Linked DNA regions of Sus scrofa: region 1 is linked to region 2. A link is a contact called in public HiChIP or PLAC-seq data. All regions are on one chromosome and are shown on one strand. The core of a region is the stretch at or near the end of the contact, and the rest is flanking DNA. Distances in the headings are between cores, read along the strand shown. Region 1 holds the start of METTL4 (methyltransferase-like protein 4). Region 2 overlaps SMCHD1 (structural maintenance of chromosomes flexible hinge domain-containing protein 1).

Region 1 (3,659 bases), core at 885-3,384, 100 kb before region 2:
AATTGTATACGTTAATGTTACTTAGCAAGACTAAGGAAAATCACATTTTAATATAAACTTTTAATTTCAGGGATAAAAATTCAAAATGTTCAGCCAATTGACCAAAGAGAGTTAAAACCTGATCTTACTTCTGAAATCCGAGTTAGATCCTCCTATCTCCCCAGGCCCTCTATACAACCTCCTGCTTAGTACTTAGATCTAGCTACTAGGTCTACACCCTCCAAGTCAGGAAGACACTTAATCCTTAAAAGATGACTGTCTTGCAAAGCAAAGAATAAACACTACACTACCTATGAGAATTCAGCCTTTTTAATGAGCTAAACCTAGAGAAGGTCACAGAATTTCCAGAGGAGTTGTTAGCACATCAGCCTTTGTTTTTTCAAACTACATTTGCCATAGTAAGTGGGCCCATTCTGCAGTCTCACTACTCTACTACTCACTGCTAACAATGTGGTGCAGAAAGGGCAAAAAGCAGAGTAAAATGCAATATTTTTTTTTTCTGTCTTTTGAGGGCCGCACCCGCAGCATATGGAGGTTCCCAGGCTAGGGGTCATATCGGAGCTGTAGCTGCTGCCCTACGCCACAGCAAAGCCAGATCCGAGTTTTGTCTGCAACCTACACCACAGCTTCCAGCAACACCAGATCCTTAACCCACTGAGCAAGTCCAGGGATCAAATCCGCAACCTCATGGCACCTAGTCGGATTCATTTCCACTGAGCCACGACGGAAACTCCAAAAATGCAATTTTTAATAGCACATCAGAAGCACTAACCCCTAGCAAAATGGCAAGGTTAAGAGTCCAGATCTGTAACTGGTTCTGAGCAGTTCTCTTCCGGCAATAAGGCTTTTCAAAACTTCCTTATCTTTTTTTTTTAACAGTTTTTAAAGTTGAAGTATAGTTAATTTACAATGCTGTGTTAGCTTCAGGTGTACTGCAAAGTGACTCTTTTTCAGGTTCCTTTCCATTATAGGTTATTACAAGACATGTACTATAGTTCCCTGTGCAATACAGTAGGTCCTTGTTAAGTCTACTTAATACATACTACTGTGTATTTGTTAATCCCAAACTACTAGTTTGTCTCCTTCCCCCATCCCCCTCTGATAACCATAAAATTGTTTTCTAAGTCTGTGAGTCTGTTTTTTAAATAAAGAACTACCTTATCTTTTCTCTAAAAGAAGGCTTTTAGTTCTGGATTGCTTATTAAATCTGGTGTAGTGGAAAACTTAAGAGGAGAAGAGAATAAGAAATACATCAAGTGATTAACAGTAGTTAATAACAGTAGCATTTAGATTTAAAATCTAACTCCGTATATTAGCAGTACGACCACGGACAAGTTACTTGATCTCAGTGAGCCTTAATTTCATCATTTTTAGGACATCTCAGAGGGCAGTTCAGAGAATTAAATGAGATAATCGACAAGAAGTGTTTGTTGTGCAAGGTGTCTGACACAAAGCAAGTGCTCAAATAAATGCTACGGATGATGGTAATTCTGTTCTCAATCCTCCCTTCCGAGTCATTACTTGGGGTGAAGAGGTCCTGAAATTGTAGTGATAGCTAGAACGTCGACAGAAGACTGAAACTCGGCCAGGAAAGGTGACGTGCCCCAAATTAAGTGCACTTCTCCCTCCTATTTGGCCTCACACCGGGTCCCTCCACCTCCTCGCAGGCCGCCACTAGAGGGCCGTAGAGCCCCAGACAGCAGTGCAGCTCTGAGCGTGAACCCTGGTGGCCGCCTCCATAGCGCGACCCTCGGAGCCGACTGCTCCCACAGCAGGCCGTCACTGTCTCCTACCTCACCGCCTCCCTCGTCAGAACAGTGCACGCCGCCTTCCCAGACTTCCTTCCTGAAACAGCACCCAGCTAAACAGTGGTCTTGAAAGACACTCCTTTCAGAGCATAAGCAAAAAAAAAAAAAAAAAAAAAAATCTCCTTTTCTAAGAGTCAGCAGGAGCGGCCCTGCTGCTGTACGGAAAAAGCGTTCCAGGGCTGCTTGGAGCGCTAAGCTCGCTACCCAAGGGCTTAGAGCGCCTGGGTCCTTGGAGCTAAATACAGGAATCGGGCCAAACTCCATAGAAGACACTTCAGAGACATTAGACGCCAGTGCGCCCCGTGAGGCGGCAGGGCGCCACCGTCACGCAAAGTTCCGGCGCGCGGGATTTGCGCACGCGCGCGCACGTCAGCGCGATGACGTCAGCGCCGGCGGAGATTTTAAAATTCGAACGGCACGGGCGGGAGCAGAAAGGAGTTAGTGTTTTGGCTGCCACTGTCCGTTTTAGCTGGCAATTGCACGGTTTACAGAGATTCGGCTGCCGGGTCGTGTCAGGAAGCTGGAAGAAAGGTGACTAATGACTTCAGGTTAATTTCGTTCCGGCAGTTCTGGTCTGGAGGGGGAACGCTAGGGCAACAACCCGTTAAATTCGGAGGCCTGGAGGACGGCGTTCTGGTGTTTGCTCTCCTAACTCGCCTCCGGCCGAATCTATGCCAGGCGCTAGTTTCCCGGAGTCCAGTAAATTTCTAATGGCGGTGATTTCCTAAAGGAGAAAGGAAGGGTCAAGGGGACACTAGTGGTAAGAAGAGGGAATGGAGAAAGGAAAAGGGGATTAACTGATGGAAGCAGAGAGAGGAAGAACAAGATGAGGGACTGTTTGGTGTGTTGCGTTTGAGATACTAGTGTAACATCCTGGTGGCCATGTAAGGAATACATCTGGAAGTCTCAGTCTCAGATTTTAAGAGTACATTTTAACTGGAGATTGGTAGTGGACCTAAAGATATAGATGAGAGTGGAAAAGTTTAATAGATGCAGAAGCGTATACTGGAGACGAAATAGTTGGCCAAAGAGGAAAAGAGTGCAGTCAGTTGAAAAGACAAAGGTGAGCCCAGAGATGTAGAAGGATTACCACAAATGTCCACTTTCCTGGAAACCAGGGAAGGATCTGGAAGAACTCGGTGTATAGTGTCTAATGCCTCAGAGCTAAGTTAGGATCAAAAGATTTGTTAATCAAGAGTATCCCAGGCAGGAGGCAACCGTTTCAGTAACTGGGAAGGGGGTGAGGTACGACTGTGGTCTCAGAAAATGGAAGCAGTCTGTAGACCAGATAATTTATCCTTGATGAAGGGAGATTGAAGCAAGAGAGGCAGAAATTGAAGAATATAAGTGGGAGACAGAGCAAGAGAGATGGATGTTAGGAAAAGCAAACAGAATGGCTCTATTCTGAGACAGAAGAAAAGGAAACAGGTAGTTCTTTTCAGGTAGCCTCTAACTCCCCACTGAGAGGCACAGCCAACAGTAGTGATGTGGTCTGAGTTAGGATGCAGAGTTTTAACTACCATAAATACCCTTGTGAAGGTAGGAGTCATAACTAACCTTTGTATTGTTTGCATTGCTTTGCATGCTTCCTGGTACATGGTAGGCAGTAAGTGTTTATGTGTGTTGAATACTTTTAAATGGAGTTAGATAGATATTCCCTGCAAATGAGGACTTCACCTTACACGAACAAGTAAAGATAGCCCAGGAAAGATTATCTTGAAGAAATGATGACACTTGGCTGCCTTTCTCTTTGAGGATACAAATAATTGTTGGTGCTTAACATACCACCTATGTCTGGAAAGACCTTTTTAATACCAAATTCATGAATGCAGGTTATAAGCATGAAACGAA
Region 2 (4,114 bases), core at 818-3,317:
GAAACAGAGGTCAGCCTTTTCTCTTAACTGTGCATTGTCCTATTGTTTAATTTTGGAAAGAGCTTGCATCTTGTAATTTTAAAGATAATGTAAAATTTTAATGAAAATGTTAACTCATCTTTCTAATTCTTATTTTTTGGTTAGCTGTGAAATTTTAGCTTCTTACGGTTTTGTAGTCATTTTCTTTTGTCTTTTTTTTTTTTTCTTTTCATTTTTGTCTGCCTTGCAGAATATGGAGTTCTCATGCTAGGAATCAGATCCAAGCCTCAGTTGTGACCTACTCCATAGCTGCAGCAACATAGAGCTTTTGACTCACTGTACCAGGCTGGGTATCGAACCTGCCTCCTGGCACTGCAGAGACACAGCCAATCCTGTTGTGCCACTGTGGGAACTCTTTGTCTTCTCTTTGATTGTTCATGTCTTTTTCCTATTTATGTTTGTTGATTTTCATCTTTATTTATGAAGGCTTTTTTTTTCTCCTCAGGATGCTTTGTTTCCTGTTAAATTTTCAATTTACTTTTTTTTTAAGTTATATTTTTGGAAAGGGTCATAATAGGTAATAAAGATTGTTTTTATGCAAATATCCTGCATAGTGTAGCTATCCTTTCTTCAGTGTTAAAAAATATTAATCTCTATTTTCTTCTAGTACTTTTGCTTTTACATATTTAAGTACTTAATATATATGAACATAAGTGTTAATGCTTTGCTCCAACTAAGTTTACTTATATATTCACATGAAGTAATAAGTCTTTTGTCTGGGAGGGTCCTGTTGTTAAACCTTTTGAAAATGTTCACTTAGGAGTTCTCTTCATGGGTTAACAAACCCGACTAGAATCTGTGAGGATGTGGATTCGATCCCTGGCCTTGCTCAGTGAGTTAAGGATCCGTTGTTTGCTCCGGGCTGTGGTGTAGATCACGGATGCGGCTCAGATCCTGAGTTGCTGTGACTGTGGCGTAGGCTGGCAGCTACAGCTCCAATTCGACTCCGAGCCTGGAAACCTCCATGTGCTGTGGGTGTGGACCTAACATATAATAGCAGAAAAATCAACCTTGTTAAGCAAATAGGTAATTTATAAATAGATTTGTGCTTAATTATACAAAGGCAAAATTTGAAAACATTAAGACTGATCTTTTCATGCAAATAAATGTAGCACTAATTGTAGTACTAAGATACACTGTTTTATCGGTATTTTCATATTTTTATAAACTTGAATAGTCCATTTATTTTCTTTGTGTAATAATTGATTTTATTTCTCTTATTTTGGATAGACACTTGCCATTTCACCTGAAGAGAAATTTGTTATTACAACAACAAGTAGGAAAGAAATTACCTGTGATAATTTTGGTAAGCAATGCTATGTTTATGCTTTTATATTTGATATATTCTAGTACATCATAGAGCAGTAAATTTTATTACATAGATAAGCATCACAAAACTATTGATGCTTTTGGTTACTTTTTTCGGATGGGGATGGAAACTGGCTACATATGTCTAAGTTTGTACAGAAGTCATATTTTTCAAGCAAGATTACAGAAAAAGAGTTGGTATCATTATGTCTACAGATGAGACCTTGCTCAACATCTAGCCACAAGCCTTCTTTGTGGGCCCTTGAAAAGCTAATTCTCCTGACTAACTAGAATTCTTCCATTGTCTTTTTTTTTCTTTTTTTTTTGTTATAGTCCTAAATATTTATTTCACAGAATTAAAAAAAAATTGAAATATTTATAAAATTATTTCTGTCCAAATTTGAATATACATTTATTATTTTTATTAATGATTTTTTCATTATAGTTGGTTTATAGTTTTCTGTCAGTGTCTACGGTAGAGCAAAGTGACCCAGTCACACACATATATATATATACACATTCTTTTTCTCACATTATCTTCCATCATGTTCCATCATAAGTGACTAGATATAGTTCTCTGTGTTATATAGCAGGATCTCATTGCTTATCTAAATTTGAACATCCATTGTCTTTTTTTTAACCAACTATGTTCTAAGTCTTGCCAGTTTTTGTGCCTTATTGCTTTTCGATTTTCATCATTCTTCCTTATTCATATACCACTTTAATGTAGTTCCTCATCTGATTTCCTATGACAGTTTGACTTTTTAAGAATTGAGTATTTCAGATGAGTGGAAGTATTTGGACCTGTTTTGCTGATATTCATAACAAAACACAACTGAATTTATAGATTGATTCGTTATTTGGGAATTTGCCTGTATAATTTAATTATTTAATTAATTTTGGCCTCATCTTTTGGTTGTGACCAAAAGAATAATAATAAATTGATTGTGCTTTGAATGCTAGCTTAGCATTTAAGATGTTACCTCTTGACTTACAGATGAAACTGTTAAGGATGGAGTCACTCTATACGTGCTACAGACAGTCAATCAGTTACTGCTAACAGCTACAAAAGAACGGATTGACTTCCTACCTCACTATGACACATTGGTTAAAAGTGGCATGTATGAATATTATGCAAGTGAAGGACAAAATCCTTTACGTAAGTATTCTGTTTTTACTAATTTTAATAAACTGTCACTCTCCTTTATCTCCTGATCACGTGTCCCATTCCTTCACTTTAAAAAAGTTCTGGAGTTTGTATTGTGGCTCAGCAGTTAAAAAACCCGACTAGCATCCGTGAAGATGTGGGTTTGATCCCTGGCCTCGCTCAGAGGGTTAAGGATCAGGTAATGCCACAAGCTGCAGCATAGGTCACAGATGTGGCTTGGATCTAGCATTGCTGTGACTGTGGTGTAGGCTGGCAGCTCCAGCTCTTATTCAACTCCTAGCCAGGGAACTTCCATGTGCCACGGGTATGGCCCTAAAAAGGCAGTAAATAAATAAATAAAAATAAAAACGTTCTCTCAGAGTTCTCTTGTGGCACAGTGGGTTGTGGACCCAGTATTGTCACTGGAGTGGCTTGGATGGCTGCTGTGACACAGGTTTGATCCCTGGGAACTTCTGCATGCTGTGGGTGTGCTCTCCCCCCCCAAAAAAAAAGCTCTCATTCTACCTTACTATAAATCTGTGACCAATCATTGTGAGCTTCTTTACTACATGTCTTCATCACAGTAGATTTCTTTTTCTATTCAGGTGATCTTACTTCAGAGTAAAGATACCTCTCCTTTGAAACTAACTTAGGAGTTCCCGTTGTGGCTTAGCACTAATGAACTCAACTAGTATCCATGAGGCTGTGGGTTCAATTCCTGGCCTTGCTCAGTGGGTTAAGGATCCAGTGTTGCCCTAAGCTGTGGTGTAGGTTGCAGACTTGGCTCGGATCTGGCACTGCTGTGGCTGTGGTGTAGGCCGGCAGCTGCAGCTCTAATTTGACCCCTAGCCTGGTAACTTCCATATGCCGCAGGTGCGGCCATAAAGACAATAAATAAATAAACTAACTAACCTAGAATGAGAATTTATTCCTTTCAATTCACAAGAGACTGGTGCTTACATATCTTTTCATCTCTTGTATACTCTCCTGATCTAGTCTTCCTGGCTTCCCATAGACCTCTCCCAATTAAGAAAGTATTTGTTTTACCTTGGGAATTTGTATAGCAGAACTGCATGAACAAGTAGTTTCTGTTTTTTGTCATTTCCTTCCACCTTTACTAACTGCCGTTTTTTTTGTTTTGTTTTGTTTTGTTTTGTCTTTTTGCCATTTCTCGGGCCACTCCCGCGGCATATGGAGGTTCCCAGGCTAGGGGTCCAATCGGAGCTGTAGCCGCCAGCCTACACCAGAGCCACAGCAACGCGGGATCCGAGCCGTGTCTTTGACCTACACCACAGCTCATGGCAACGCCGGATCCTTAACCCACTGAGCAAGGCCAGGGACCGAACCCGCAACCTCCATGGTTCCTAGTCGGATTCGTTAACCACTGTGCCACGACAGGAACTCCTAATTGCCGGTTTTTATCCTACCTTTGGATTGTGTGCTAATTGATTTAGAGAATCTTTTCTGTTTGGACCCTGCCAAAACATTTAATACTATTTCGATGTTCTTTATAAACTTACTTATTAAAGTTTTTTTTGTGTGTGTATACATTATTGTTTGTAGAAAATTAGAAAATGTAGATAAGCAAAAAGAACATAAAGAACATCCCTATCTCTACCA

What was found. HiChIP or PLAC-seq counts read pairs in DNA pulled down with a chosen protein or histone mark.
Region 1: a contact with region 2 is called in an H3K27ac HiChIP or PLAC-seq map of alveolar macrophages. The contact joins the promoter of METTL4 here to the enhancer-like site in region 2. A contact is called at or near these places in 1 of 5 promoter capture datasets (liver), 6 of 47 Hi-C or Micro-C datasets (alveolar macrophages, embryonic fibroblasts, fetal skeletal muscle and 1 more) and 2 of 2 datasets of contacts at active chromatin or transcription factors (alveolar macrophages and skeletal muscle).

What each region holds. Positions count from the first base shown.
Region 1 is chr6:104,054,306-104,057,964 of Sscrofa11.1, reverse strand. It overlaps METTL4 (methyltransferase-like protein 4), which reads right to left and starts at 2,134. Exons shown (of 11, transcript XR_002345043.1): 1 at 1,794-2,134. It overlaps NDC80 (kinetochore protein NDC80 homolog), which reads left to right and starts at 2,180. Exons shown (of 17, transcript XM_013999249.2): 1 at 2,180-2,339; 2 at 3,641-3,659. The coding sequence starts at 3,650.
Region 2 is chr6:103,949,109-103,953,222 of Sscrofa11.1, reverse strand. It overlaps SMCHD1 (structural maintenance of chromosomes flexible hinge domain-containing protein 1), which reads left to right. Exons shown (of 48, transcript XM_021096138.1): 2 at 1,270-1,345; 3 at 2,345-2,506. The coding sequence starts at 2,467. Among named protein-coding and RNA genes, the nearest start is that of SMCHD1, 35 kb to the left of the region's middle. Within about 2 kb of position 2,067, at least 1 of the 83 cell types and tissues checked has an H3K27ac peak or open chromatin away from gene starts, as enhancers often do. A contact at or near this core is called in alveolar macrophages, where this site is marked.